Linked DNA regions of Sus scrofa: region 1 is linked to region 2. A link is a contact called in public Hi-C data. All regions are on one chromosome and are shown on one strand. The core of a region is the stretch at or near the end of the contact, and the rest is flanking DNA. Distances in the headings are between cores, read along the strand shown. Region 1 holds the start of CCDC102A (coiled-coil domain-containing protein 102A). Region 2 holds the start of POLR2C (DNA-directed RNA polymerase II subunit RPB3).

Region 1 (6,220 bases), core at 800-3,299, 63 kb before region 2:
CAAAGTAAACGGTGATGAGTGAAACTGCAGATCTCACAAAAAGTGTGGGATTTCATGAAGTGGATGGAAGTGATGCCATGGAAATAGAGCAGCAGCTGACCAGAGGAAGAGAACTTCTGTCAAGAGAAATGACCAGGAACTTCTAGAAAGACTTGTTTGACTACCAAGGAATTCAGAGTGAGCCTGAGGTACGAAATCCTCAAATATTTTCGCCAAAATGATCCTCTTGGCGTTCCCATCGTGGATCAGCAGTTAAGGAATCTGACTAGCATCCACGAGGACACAGGTTCGATCCCTGGCCTCGTTCAGTGAGTTAAGGATCCGGCATGGCCGTGAGCTGTGGTGTAGGTTGAAGACTCGACTTGGATCCTGCGTTGCTGTGGCTGTGGCGAAGGCTGGCGGCTATAGCTCCAATTCAACCCCTAGCCTGGGAACCCCCATATGCCACGGGGGCGGGCCTAAAAAACAAAAACAAACAAACAAAAAAAGATCCTCTTACTGCAAAGAGCCAGTTCTTCATTTATTCTAATGTATGCATGCACTCATAATCCAAATACAGGCATAACCTCAGGGATATTTCAGTTTCAGTTCCAAGTCGCAGCATTAATTCAAATACACAATAAATCTAATCACATGAATTTCTTTGTTTTCCCAGCACATGCAAAAATTATGTTTTCACTATACTGTAGCTTAGTAAGTGTGCAATAACATTGTCTAAAAAAAGTGTATACAGCTTAATTTAAAAATCTTTACTACTAAAAAATGCTATCATCTGAGCCTTCAGTGAGTCCTAATCTTTCTGCTGGTGGAAGGTTTGAAATACTTTGAGGATTATCCAAATGTGACATGGAGAGGAGTTTCCACTGTGGCCCAGCGGTAACAAACCCAACTAGCAGCCCTGAGGACAAGGGTTCGATCCCTGGGCTCACTCAGTGGGTTAAGGATTCCCACATTGCTGTGGCTGCGGTGTAGGTGGGCAGCTACAGCTCCTATTCGACCCCTAGCCTGGAAACTTCTACATGCCGAGGGTGCAGCCCTAAAAAGAAAAAGAAAACAAAAAATGTGACAGACATGTTGATGTCAATGGACTCGCTCTAGACAGGGTTGCCACAAACCTTCAATTTGTAAAAAAAAAAACTCAGTATTTTATTGCCCCATAGCTTGGGAAGGGCAATAAAGAGCTATACCCTTATTGTTAGGTATGGATTCAAACTCATTTATCTTCATCATTTTTTGTTTCTTCTTTCATGTAAAGGCCCTATAAGGCAAGGTTCCCTCTGTGATCTGCGAATTTCTAGTCCCCTTTTTAGCCAGATTCACCTCAGCGGCCATCCAGGGCACAGGATGTGGTAAAGAGAGCGCCAGTCTTCTCCTCACACCAAAACCGCAGACACCCACTCCCAAGGGAGGAAGCTCCAAAAGGGGCGCGTAGCTGCAGGCAAGGGCGCGTGAAGGTAATTGCCCGGACCACCCCGCCCGCTGCAGCCCCGCCCGGGGCAGGAAGCACCCCAGCACATCCTAGAAAATCTCCGCCAGGCGCACCAAGGGCCCCGCTACGCTTCTCAACACGCGTGAAGCTACTTTGGTCAACCTTTAGGTTGTAAAAAGGGTAAACTTAGGCCAGAGGAGGGGCAGGGACTGGTTGCCGCACCTCCACTCGGTGGCAGAGTGGCCCTGGGAAGTTTGCAGGTAACAAAAGTGAACACTTGATAAACACACTCCACGTGCTGAGCCGGGGACAGAGGGTGCCCACTCCTGCTGCTGGGCGCCCAGTACGTCACTGACGCTCAGGAAACCTGAGGCGGGAAAGCCGAGCCCCTTGGGGGCCTCCAGACCCTGCCTTCCGTCCCCTCACCCCCAGCCCTCCATGCGGGGGTGGGGCCTCTGTCGGGGTCCGGCCCGCTCAGCGCTGATCCCACCGGCTCCGCCCGGGCCCCTCACCCGAAAGTTAGGCGGGGGCTCCCCCACCCCACCCACTCTGCCGGCCAGGGTCAGAGTGGGGTCGCAACCCTCCGGGGGCCCCACCGCCCCCGCCCCCACCCCGCCGTCTCCTTTCCCTCCCCTCCCCCCGGGAGGGAGGAGGAGACTCCGCGGCCCTCCCTCGGCCCTCCCGGCGGCGGCCGCCGCAGTAAGCCCCGTACCCGCTCCGCCCAGCCGCGGCGGGTCGGACGTCCGGAGCCCGCGGGTCCCCGGCCGAGGTGAGCGGGGTTAGCAGTGCAGGGGCCTGAGAGCCAACGCGTCCCGGGAACTCCCTCCAGGCCGCGAACCTACTGCGGGAGGGAAGGGGTTAAGTTGGGGGGCGTGCTGGAGGAGAGCGGAGCAGCGAGAGCTCCCGCGTCCGCAGCAAGCCTCAAACTCCCAACAAAACTTTCTGACTCCCTTCCCGGGTTTCCCCCTCTCCTGGGCCCCGGGCCTCAGGGGTGAAGGAACTGCGGGAGGTCGGGGGAGGGCAGGGCGGCCTTCGGGACGCCGCGGGCCGGGGCCAGACGGGAGGGGGGCGGTGGCGGGCGGGGCGGAATTTGGAACTCTCCCGGGGACCCAACGTGGTCACCATGGCGAGTGCGGGATGGACGGGCGGCGTGGGCCAATCGGAGCGAGGCACCCCTGCCCCCGGCCCGCGGCGGCTGCCAATGGGGGGCCGCGAGGTGGGGTAGGCGGGACCGCGTCGCCCCGGCCGGGAGACCCTCCTCCCGCTCTCCACCGCTTGGCGGAGCGGGGCTGCTGGGGACCAGGCGACCAAGTGAGGGTTAAGGCGGCTCGCGGTTGTGGGAGGGCAGAAAGGGAATTTCTGTAAAGTGTTGGGGCAGGTGGAGCGATGGCTAAGAACAAGGAGAAGAGAGTGGGCGTTGGTGGCCTCACCGTTCCGGTGGTACGAACAGGAGTGATGTCCAGCCAGCACCTTCCCCACCAGGGGCTTCGGTTTTTCGATCTTAAGTGTGGGTTATGTAGGACTGTTGTGGAGGTCGAATTAGTTCGCGTTGGCAGGTTCTGCCCGCTTGTTGGACAAAACTTTTCGGTGTCTCGTTAGTGCCTCTCGCCGTCCTAAAAGTAAGGAAACAGGTCCAGAGGGGGCACGGACCTGCCCGTGTCACAGAGCAAAAGAGGCGGAGCTGGGACTCATGGGAAGTCCACTCTGTTCAAGAGTAGTTCAGAGGCCGGGGCTGGGGTCTGCCCAGTGAAAGTCTCTCAATCTCTCCCAGCTCAGCGTGGCTGCTTGGCCTGATGCCTGAGGACCCCATCATGTAGGTAGGTGCTCCCAGGGGCCTCTTGCCCTTCAGGTGATCATGACCAGGGAGGGGGGGCATCCAGTCCCAGCCCTCTAGCGCCCCACCAGCACTGGTCCTCTCTGTGGATGTGGGCAAGGAGCTGTACCTCTGGGCCTCGGTGGGCCCATCTGTAAAGAAAGGAGTTCTCATCAGTGATATAGGATATCTGTGGCTTTTCTAAGATGGGATTATCTGAGTACATGCCAGGGGTTGCTTCCCCCCACCCCCCAGGCTCAGGTTCAACCTGCAGGCCCACTTGCAGCCCTCCCTCCCTCTCAGTCCTCTCCTGGAGGTGCAGTGGCTGAAGCCTGGGCAGCAGGTCGGAGGGACAGGCGCCCACAGTCTGTGGGCTGACCAGCCTTGGACCCTGCACTTATCCAATCAGGCTGTCCTCTGTGGTTTCCTGCCGGGCTCTGCTCCCTGCCCACAGCCTGGCCTGTGGCCACAAGCCAGCCCCAGAGCCCCACCTGAAAGGTTCTGGGAGGACATAGGAGGTTTTCTGAGCTGAAGGGCAGAGAACGGCCAGGTATGCCCCCCAGGCCCCTCAGCTAGGGCCCATCCAGGCCTTAGCTTTGCTTCCTCCTCTCGTAACAATTGAGAGTCATCTGAACATGCTAAGAACCAAACAAAGTGGTCCCTGTGTGAGCCACTTAGGCATCCTCAGATAGGAGGTCTGACCTTTGACCTGGCCATGAGATGACCTCTAACTCTGACTTCGGCCACAGACAGACTCAGACACTTATCTGTCTCAAAGCCTGGTCACAAAGCGACTCCTGATCCTTAGGATGGCTCAGCTCTCCCTGGGTTTAGGGAACTCCTAACTGTCCATTTTTCATCCATCAGTCTGGGAAGCATGTGTGTGCTGACAGCCAGTGAGACCAAGATGCCCTGTGGACTTTACAGTGTGGCCATTGCTGAAGACTAGGGAGGTGCCAGTGCTTTGAGAGCATTAACATACTCTGTGTACAAGATCAGGGAAGGCTTCCCAGAGGAGGGGTAACCAAAGGTGGGTCTTGAAGGATGTGTAGGAGTTTGCTGCTAGAGAAAGAAGAGACATTCCAAACAGGTCCACAAGCAGCAGGAACCACTGGTCACTTTCTGTGAACAGGGGTGATGAGGATCTAGCCAGAGGCAAATATCAGACCAAAACATTTTAGTTTCTGTCTTATGAGTGGCCAGCTGCTGCCTGGAGCAGTGAGGATTGCTGTCGGCCTAGGGTTCAAGAACTCTGAGTCCTTCCTACTCATTCCTGCTGCCCAGCTAAGGGGATGCGAAGTCATAGTTCAGCCTTCTGCTCTCCACCCCACCCACCAACTTTGAGCAAATCCTGCCTGCAGGGCCTGTCCTTGTGGCTCTGGGTGGCACGTGTTCTGCCTGGGTCCTAGTGGCTCTGGGTGGCATGTGTCCTGCCTGGGTCGGGAGAAGCCTGTGCTGCAAGGAAGAGAGGGGGCAGCTGGCCAGATCTGGCTGTGGAAGGTTGTGGAACTATGATTCCTGGATAGAGAGTGGGGCTGAGGGGATCAAGGTGTTTCCTGAAGGTGATGAAACTGAGCTTGAAGGATGGGTGGGGTTTCAGGGTCTGAAGCGGGCATTCCAAGTGGGGGGAACAGCCTGAGCAGAAACCCTAAGGGTTTGAGCAGGAATAGACCCGTCTGGCTGGTGGGAGGCAGGAGAGGGGACGGTGGGTGGCTGGGAAAGGCTCTGTGGGCCTGTGGAGGCTGGTCCCTCCTCCACCTAACCCCTCGAGGGGTGGTGTCATCCTGCGGGAATCAGGCCACCCCATACACATATGCACACCCCAGGGCAGAAGGCACTGAGCCTGGTGGGGATGGGGCAGGAGGGGTAGGGCAGCTGGAGCCTGTCTCTGCAACTGCAGGCAGGACCTCTGCGTTGCAGCCGACTCTTGGTGAGAGTATACATTACCAGAGCTGTGTGTGTGTGTGTGTGTGTGTGTGTGTCCCCAAGGCTGTGTTATGTGGGTGGGGTGGGCTTGGGGCTGAGGAGAGGTGTTGCTAGGCAAAGTCTAGCTGCCCTTGAATGTGTGCGCAGGGTTCCTGGTATGCTGGGGATAGGCGTCTCCAGAAAGCCAACCTTGGGACCTGCACCCCCATCCTTTCCCACACATGTGCACACACACATCTTTCAGGGGACCCTGGGCCTGCAGGAGAGCTGTGCAGAGCCCCCCTGTCCCCACTGTTCCTCATCCTCCTCCCCGACCCCCAGAAGGGGCAGGGCCAGGCTGCTGGGAGGGGAACTGGAGTTGAGTCTAGAGCCCACCCCTGCCTTTAGCGTAGGCGCCTGGAAGCCATTAGGGGCCTGGGTGGCGCCCGCCCTGCCCCTGCGCGACAAGCTTGGGATTCCTGGAAGGAGCGGGCCACCCCCTCCCTGCCAAGCCCCATGCCAGGCCTGGCAGATCCCAGAGGCAGAGAGGATATGACAGTGGCCCCCTCCCTGCCACCCTGTCAGTTTAGGGGCCACAGGAAAGGCCCAGCACATGGGGGCCCACCCAGAGGACCCCCTCCTTACCCCCCACCCATTCTCTGGCCCCTGCTGGCACTCGGATTTCCTGTCTCCTTCCCCTCCCCCGCAGGCTCTCACATTGTTTTTCTTTTCCGAGAGCTTCGCCATGTGGAGCTGGGCCAGGAAAACGGGAGAGGAGTGTGAATGTCCGTATGTGTGTTTGTGTGTGTATGTGAGTGTGAGCATCTGCTTGTCTGCGGGAGGAGTTTGTATCTTTGCGTGTCTCCATGTGTATCCGTCTGGGTTGGCACATGTGTGTCTTCAGGGGTGTCTGTGAGTCTGTAGGTGAGCATCTCTCTGTGTATATGTACAGCTGTGTGTGTGAGCAGGGGGCATCTCTGAGGATGCCGTGTGTCTGCCCCTGGCTTTGAATCAGTGTTTCTGTGTGTGGAATCGATAGTGTGTCTGCACCTGTGTCTGGGTCCAGGGGTCCA
Region 2 (6,364 bases), core at 3,840-6,339:
CCCTGGACTGGAAACCTCAACATGCCTCGGGTGCAGCCCTAAAAAGAGAAAAGACAAAAAACAAAACAGTACCACAGCCTTCAAAGGGTCCTTGGGAGACAGGGGGCCCAGAGCACCAACAATGGCTCTGCCCACCCTGGCAAGACTCCAGAATCAGCACTTCCAGGCACCAGGCTGAGGTTAAGGCAGAGGGCACACAGGGAAAGCCAGTGTTTTATAAGGAGCCACCCGAGTCTGGTCCACTCGGAGCCAAGAGAAGAGCAAAGGCCCTGGGCAGGGAGGATGTCGCTGACCGGAATGACCCGGGGGCTGTTGGAGATGAGGTCTCGGGATGTGACGTGACGCGTCTGGTCTTCGTTGCACCGCACATCGAGGGTGAACTCCACCGAGCACTCGGGGCAGAACTCCTCACAAGTGCAGTCCTGAGGCAGGAAGAGAGGCAGGAGTGAGTCTAGAGAGATGGCGAATCCCGGCCTGGCTCCCTGCTTCTAACACCCCGTCCCTTAAGGTCCTTCCCTGGGAGAGGGCAGAGCACAGCCTCCAGGCTCCCGTGGGCTGTGTCCATCCCACACGCCATTCTCGGGCTGCTCAAGGGCAGGCTCGTCCCAGCTCAGAGACAGCTGTGTCTACCCCCCGCGCAACACCAGGCCACCACCAGGAGATGCACTAACATCTCACCCTACCCTCAGAGCACTCTTCTTCTAGAACCAAGGCACTGAGAGAGGAGGCAGCTTTCATCCTGCACAGCTCTGTGTCCCATAAGCTAAGTGACTGGCTTAGGAAAGCCATCACCATTTAAAAGGAAATAATCCAGGGAACAAGAAAAAATCTATCTTTTAAGTTCCAGACTACAGACCTTCTCTAAAAAAAAAGTCACAGGTAATGTATGAATTTATGGAAATTTTCATACATTCACAGAAGCAGAGAAGACTTAAGAGACTGTCACTATGTAACCATCACTCAGCTTCATTAACTTTCAAGTGTGCCATTCTTTACACTGATTCTTAAACATTCCCGTGTTAGAGACGAGCTGCTACCATTTAACCTCAGGCAAAAAGAGTTACTAGAATGTAATCAAGCAAACCTTCCCACTTCCTACCAGTGAAGAAAATCCAACCTACTTTTTGTTGTTTTCAAGACAATGAGGAAGAACTAGGGCCCACACCTGGTCAATTTGCAATCACACACTGCTGAGGCAGGAAGACAGCCTAGGCCCTCAAGACTGCATCATTCTTAGGAATATGAAATTAAAAGTATTCAATCTCAAAAAAAAAAAAAGTATAATAAAAAAAGGAGTCTGAGAGATCAAGAGAATAAAAAGGTATAATAACTAAATGCAATCTTGATTGGATCACAGACCCACAGACAAAAACCAGTTAGGACATTTTGAGGATAACTTGGAAAATCTGAATTTGGACTGTATATTGATAGTACAAATCAATGCTAGATTTCTCTTTTTTTTGGCTTTTTAGGGCCGCACCCGTGGCGGAAGTTTCCAGGCTAGGGGTTGAAGTGGAGCTACAGCTGCTGGTTTACACCACAGCCACAGCAGCTCAGAATCCATGTCAGTGACCTACACCACAGCTCACAGCAACACCAGATCCTTAACCCACTGAGCGAGGCCAGGGATGGAACTGTGTCCTCATGGATACTGGTCAGGCTGTCGCAAGGGAACTTCCAACGCTAAATTTCTTAGGCATGATGACAGTGTGCCTACACAGGAAAATACCTTATTTTTAGGACATGAATGTTGATGTAATTAGGGGAAAAGTGTCACGATATCTGCAACATTCTCTCAGAAGAAGAGAAAAAATAACATATGAAGAATAAAGCAAGTAGCAAAATATTGACAACTGGAAATTATAGGTGAAAAGAGAATAAGTAGTCTATCTTCAACCTTTCTATAGCTTTTCAGAAACAAACAAAAAAACCCCATACCATCTTTGTTCAGTAAATGTAATACTACAAAAAATGAAATTCAATGGAATTTGTAGGTCATAAGGGGATTCATATCTTTATATAAGATGTTGACAAATTGCTCTTCAATTGGTTGTACAAATGTCCCCACCAGTACATGTGATGCTCTACTTCTTAAAAACAAAAATCTGGAGATGTGAAGCAACAAAATGGTGTGAAAAATGTGACAAGTGCTTTGGAGGGAGCATGACTATGTTACATTTGCTTCACACTCTGCTGTGTGTTTGAATATTTAAAAATACATAGGAGATCCCCTCGTGGCTCAGTGGTTAATGAATCCGACTAGGAACCATGAGGTTGCAAGTTTGATCCCTGGCCTTGCTCAGGGGGTTAAGGATCCGGCGTTGCCATGAGCTATGGTGTAGGTCGCAGACGCAGCTCGGATCCTGTGTTGCTGTGGCTGTGGTGTAGGCCAGCGGCTACAGCTCTGACTAGACCCCTAGCCTGGGAACCTCCATGTTCCACAGGAGCAGCCCTAGAAAAGGCAAAAAGACAAAAAAAAAAAAAAAAAAAAACAACCATAAATTTACAAAATTAGCCACCAAAAAAAAAAAAAAAAAAAAAACCACACCCCTGGGAATACTAGAATTGCCATCAAGAAGGAAGAGTCTGTTACCTAATGCAGCTCTGGTGAAAAGATGCAGGTAACCTAATCCTTTCCTGCCCTCTCCCTAGTTCTAAGCCTGTTATCACATCACAGGAGCAGAAACAGGGCTCTAGAGGAAGGGAGCCATGTTTAATTAGCAAAACCTAGGAGTAAGGCATAAAGCTGGCAGACATCAGCACCCCAGTCCCTCGTGTGCTCCTCTGTGGGACAGTTCTCACCCCCTCTGCTCCCTGTCCACACCCACTAACCTTCTGCTGCCGCCCTTTGGCCTCCTAAGACCCTGCCCCTGGGAAGAGATGCTGTGGAAAGCAGAATGTGAACAGATCAGACGCTGAGGAGGAACAGCTCCACCTGTTGTGTATAAGTGGGCATCCAGGTGTATATCCACTCTTGTGTGGCGGGCTCTCAAAACCCCTTGATGCCCCTGGAGCCTCGTCAATCTGAGGCCCCATGAGATTTTAAGAACATAGCCTGCCCTGGGCTCTGGACAACATCTCCACACTGTCTTTCTAAAAGCTGCAAGCAAGGTGTCAGGAAAAATCCCTTTGAGAACGTGAGTTCCCTGCTTCTCTCGATTCCTGACCCCCGACCTCCCAAGCAATCACACAGCATACCCGGGAGTACTGCAGCTTGTCCACAATGTCGTCACTAGTGAGGGGGATTAATCCTGGAAGACAGAGAGAAGCAGTTTAAACAAGGTCAAGGGGCCAAGCCAAAGGAAAAGCCAGCAGTCCCCTTGGGAGTGAGGAGACTTCCTCCCCTGAAACCGGCAGAGCCCCACTGCCCTGCCCTTTAACTTCCCAAACCCAGCACTCACCAAGCCTGTGAGCAATGAACTCGTCGTGAAGGACTGAGGAATTGGCATCAATCTGAACCCAGTCAATTGCTAAAGAAATAAAGGAAGCAGAGCAGATATGCAGTTTAGCCACCAAATTCACCTGAAGGCTTAAGAACAGTGGTTCTTCAGATTTAAAAATTATCTAATGCTTACCACATTGCAGACACCAAGGCCAGGCTGCCAGAGACTGATTCTGCAGCTCTAGAGGGGGGCCCAGGAAGCTACACTTTAACAAGAACCACATGCCAACATGCTCAGGTGGATCTGATACAGGGAGTACCCTACACCACCCAGAAAAACAGCGACTTGTAGACTACTACAGAAAGGTGTTTCTCTGAGTTGACTATTTCTGTGGGAAGCACTCTAGTCTACCATTCATGCCATCACCAAATCCAAGAACACAAACTATTTGAACACCTCAAAGTTAAACAAATCTCACAAAAACAACACAGACTTATGATCCATAGTGCTTTTTCTCCCCCTCTGATTTTTAGGGCCACCTCTGCAGCATATGGAAGTTCCCAGGCTAGGGGTTGAATCAGAGCTACAGCTGCCAGCCTATGCCACAGTCACAGCTACTCAGGATCCGAGCCCTGTCTGAGACCTACACCACAGCTCACCGAAATGCCAGATCCCCGACCCACTGATGGAGGCCAGGGATCGAACCCACAACCTCATGGTTACTAGTCGGAATCGTCTCCACAGCACCACGACGGGAACCCCATATCACAATTTATGGTATAATGACCAGACTGATTGCATTCCCAGTGCCTCGCACCACTGCCTGGTACTTATAAGCTCTGTAAACTCAGTGGATGGAACAGATTCATAAAAAGATATTTACCGGTACTGAGCACTCACTAAATACAAGGCAATTAATAGAGATTACCCCACTTAATCCTTGACGTCACCCTGATAACTACTATTAGCGTCCGAATGTTAAGAGGAAATTGCAGCACAGTTTGATAACTTGCCTAAGTTTCACAAAGACAGTATTCGACCTCAAGTCTGCAAACTCCTGAACCTGTGCTCTTTACCTCGAAGAGTGGAACTGAGTGGCCCGTGGGAGCCAGGGAAGGGGCCACAGTGGCCCTGGGGCAAGAGCACGGGGTCCGATCAAGTCTCCAGCATTGCTGTTTTCGCAGCGCCCCCACCCTGGGCCCCAAACAAGGCTGGAGTCAGGAACGCCAAGGTATGGGGAGGTGGGGGAACTGGTGGCCCTGACCACGAGGAGGCGAGGGCCGCTTACCTATTATGGGCACCTCAGCGATGAAGACCCTCCGGATAGAATTCGCCACCCTAAGGAATGAAAACCAAGCGGCGCGTGGGCACCGCAGACTCGACAGCCGGCCCCGCGCCCCACGGCTCCCAAAGCAAAAGCCCCGGCTCCGGGGCCAGTTCAAGAAAGACAGACCCCCGCCCCTCCAGAGCCGAGGCCCCGGGCACTCTGAAGCCGCCAGCCCCTTCCCTCAGCACCCTTACGCCAGGTCCGTATTCTCGATAATGAACTTGACATTCTCGTCGGTGAGCTCGGTGATCCGCACGGTTGGCTGGTTGGCATACGGCATCGCGCCAGACTGCTCGCGGGGCCTTGGGGGTCGGTTCTGCTGCTCGCGCCCCTGCGCCTGCGCCTGCGCCTGCGCCTGCGCCTACGCCGCCACCGGAAGTCGTTCAGCGCGGTCCCGCCGCTTCCGCAGAGACACGCTCAGAGCGCCGCCTGCTGCTCGGAGGCCAGGCTGCTCCGACGTTTTCTACCCTCAACCTACTTCAAAAGGCACCAGGTTCAACCATTTAGAAGGCGACTTAGTAAAACATGCACACGCCCTTGACTCCACAGAAACACTTCTAGAAATTCATATGAGAAGTGCGTGCAGTTGTAAGCAAAGATACATGTACAAGGATGTTCATTGCAGCACTATAACAAAAAACGATAAATAAAACGGATTGCCCACTGACACAGACCTGGTTAAATATACATAGGAATACTATAACAGTGTTTTTGGGGTAGGTTGTTTGGGGGTTTTGGGGGGTTTTGGGGGGGTAGGGGGGGTTGGCATGTGAAAGTTCCTGGGCCAGGGATCAAACCCATGACACAGCAGCAACCTGAGCCACTGCACTGACAACAAAAGGCCTTTAACTATATATATTTTTTTCTTTCTCCTTTTTAGGGGTGCACCTATGGCACATGGAAGTTTCCGAGCTAGGGGTTGAATTGGCACTGCAGCTGCCAGCCTATGCCACAACCATAGCAACACCGGATACTTAACCCACCCACGGAGGCCAGGAATCAAACCTGAGTCCTCATGGATACTAGTCAGGTTCTTAACCCACTGAGCCACAATGGGAACTCCCAACAATAATGTCTTTTAATGAGGTTTGTACACTGATGGAGGAACAAAAAGACAGTCAGTCCTCCCTATCCAAGGGTTCTTCAAGAAGACTGAAAGAAAAAAAAAAGTCCATAGAGTTCCAAAAAAGCAAAACTTAAAAATTTGCTCACACCCAGCAAATATTTACATAACATTAAACATTGTATTAAGTACTATAAGCAATCTAGAGATGATTTGAATTATGTGGATGTGTGTGGATTATATGCAAATCTTATGCCATTTTATATAAAAGAATTGAGCATCCAGATTTTGAGAGGGGACGGGGGAGTTCTAGAACCAAAAGCCCAAAAGACTGAGGGATGACAATACTTTACATGTACTTAGCAAAATTTGCTTGAGTGATAGGTTTATACCCTTTCCCTTCCACTCCTAAGTCTGGATCATGCACTTTTGACACTGCAGGAAGATGCAGTTCTCTTCAACCTATCACCTCCAGTTCTGCGGAGGTGGGTGGGTTATGATCTCTTCATCTCTGCATCTCCAGTGCCTGGCAGTGTGTGTCACCCAGGGGCAATGTACGACAAAGAATTATGCAAGTCCCCTAAACAGTCC

Evidence for each region. A called contact is a pair of places that touch in the nucleus more often than the background predicts.
Region 1: a contact with region 2 is called in a Hi-C map of retroperitoneal adipose tissue, with 1.7 times the contacts expected there. The contact joins the promoter of CCDC102A here to the promoter of POLR2C in region 2. A contact is called at or near these places in 3 of 5 promoter capture datasets (fetal liver, liver and skeletal muscle), 17 of 47 Hi-C or Micro-C datasets (brain, embryonic fibroblasts, epiblast stem cells and 9 more) and 1 of 2 datasets of contacts at active chromatin or transcription factors (skeletal muscle).

The regions. Positions count from the first base shown.
Region 1 is chr6:19,452,824-19,459,043 of Sscrofa11.1, reverse strand. CCDC102A (coiled-coil domain-containing protein 102A) reads left to right here and starts at 2,049. Exons shown (of 9, transcript XM_013988526.2): 1 at 2,049-2,198. ADGRG5 (adhesion G-protein coupled receptor G5) reads right to left here and starts at 2,494. Exons shown (of 18, transcript XR_002344544.1): 1 at 2,142-2,494; 2 at 1,321-1,432.
Region 2 is chr6:19,392,294-19,398,657 of Sscrofa11.1, reverse strand. POLR2C (DNA-directed RNA polymerase II subunit RPB3) reads right to left here and starts at 5,089. Exons shown (of 9, transcript XM_003355801.4): 1 at 4,905-5,089; 2 at 4,672-4,721; 3 at 3,402-3,470; 4 at 3,199-3,251; 5 at 294-422. The coding sequence starts at 4,990.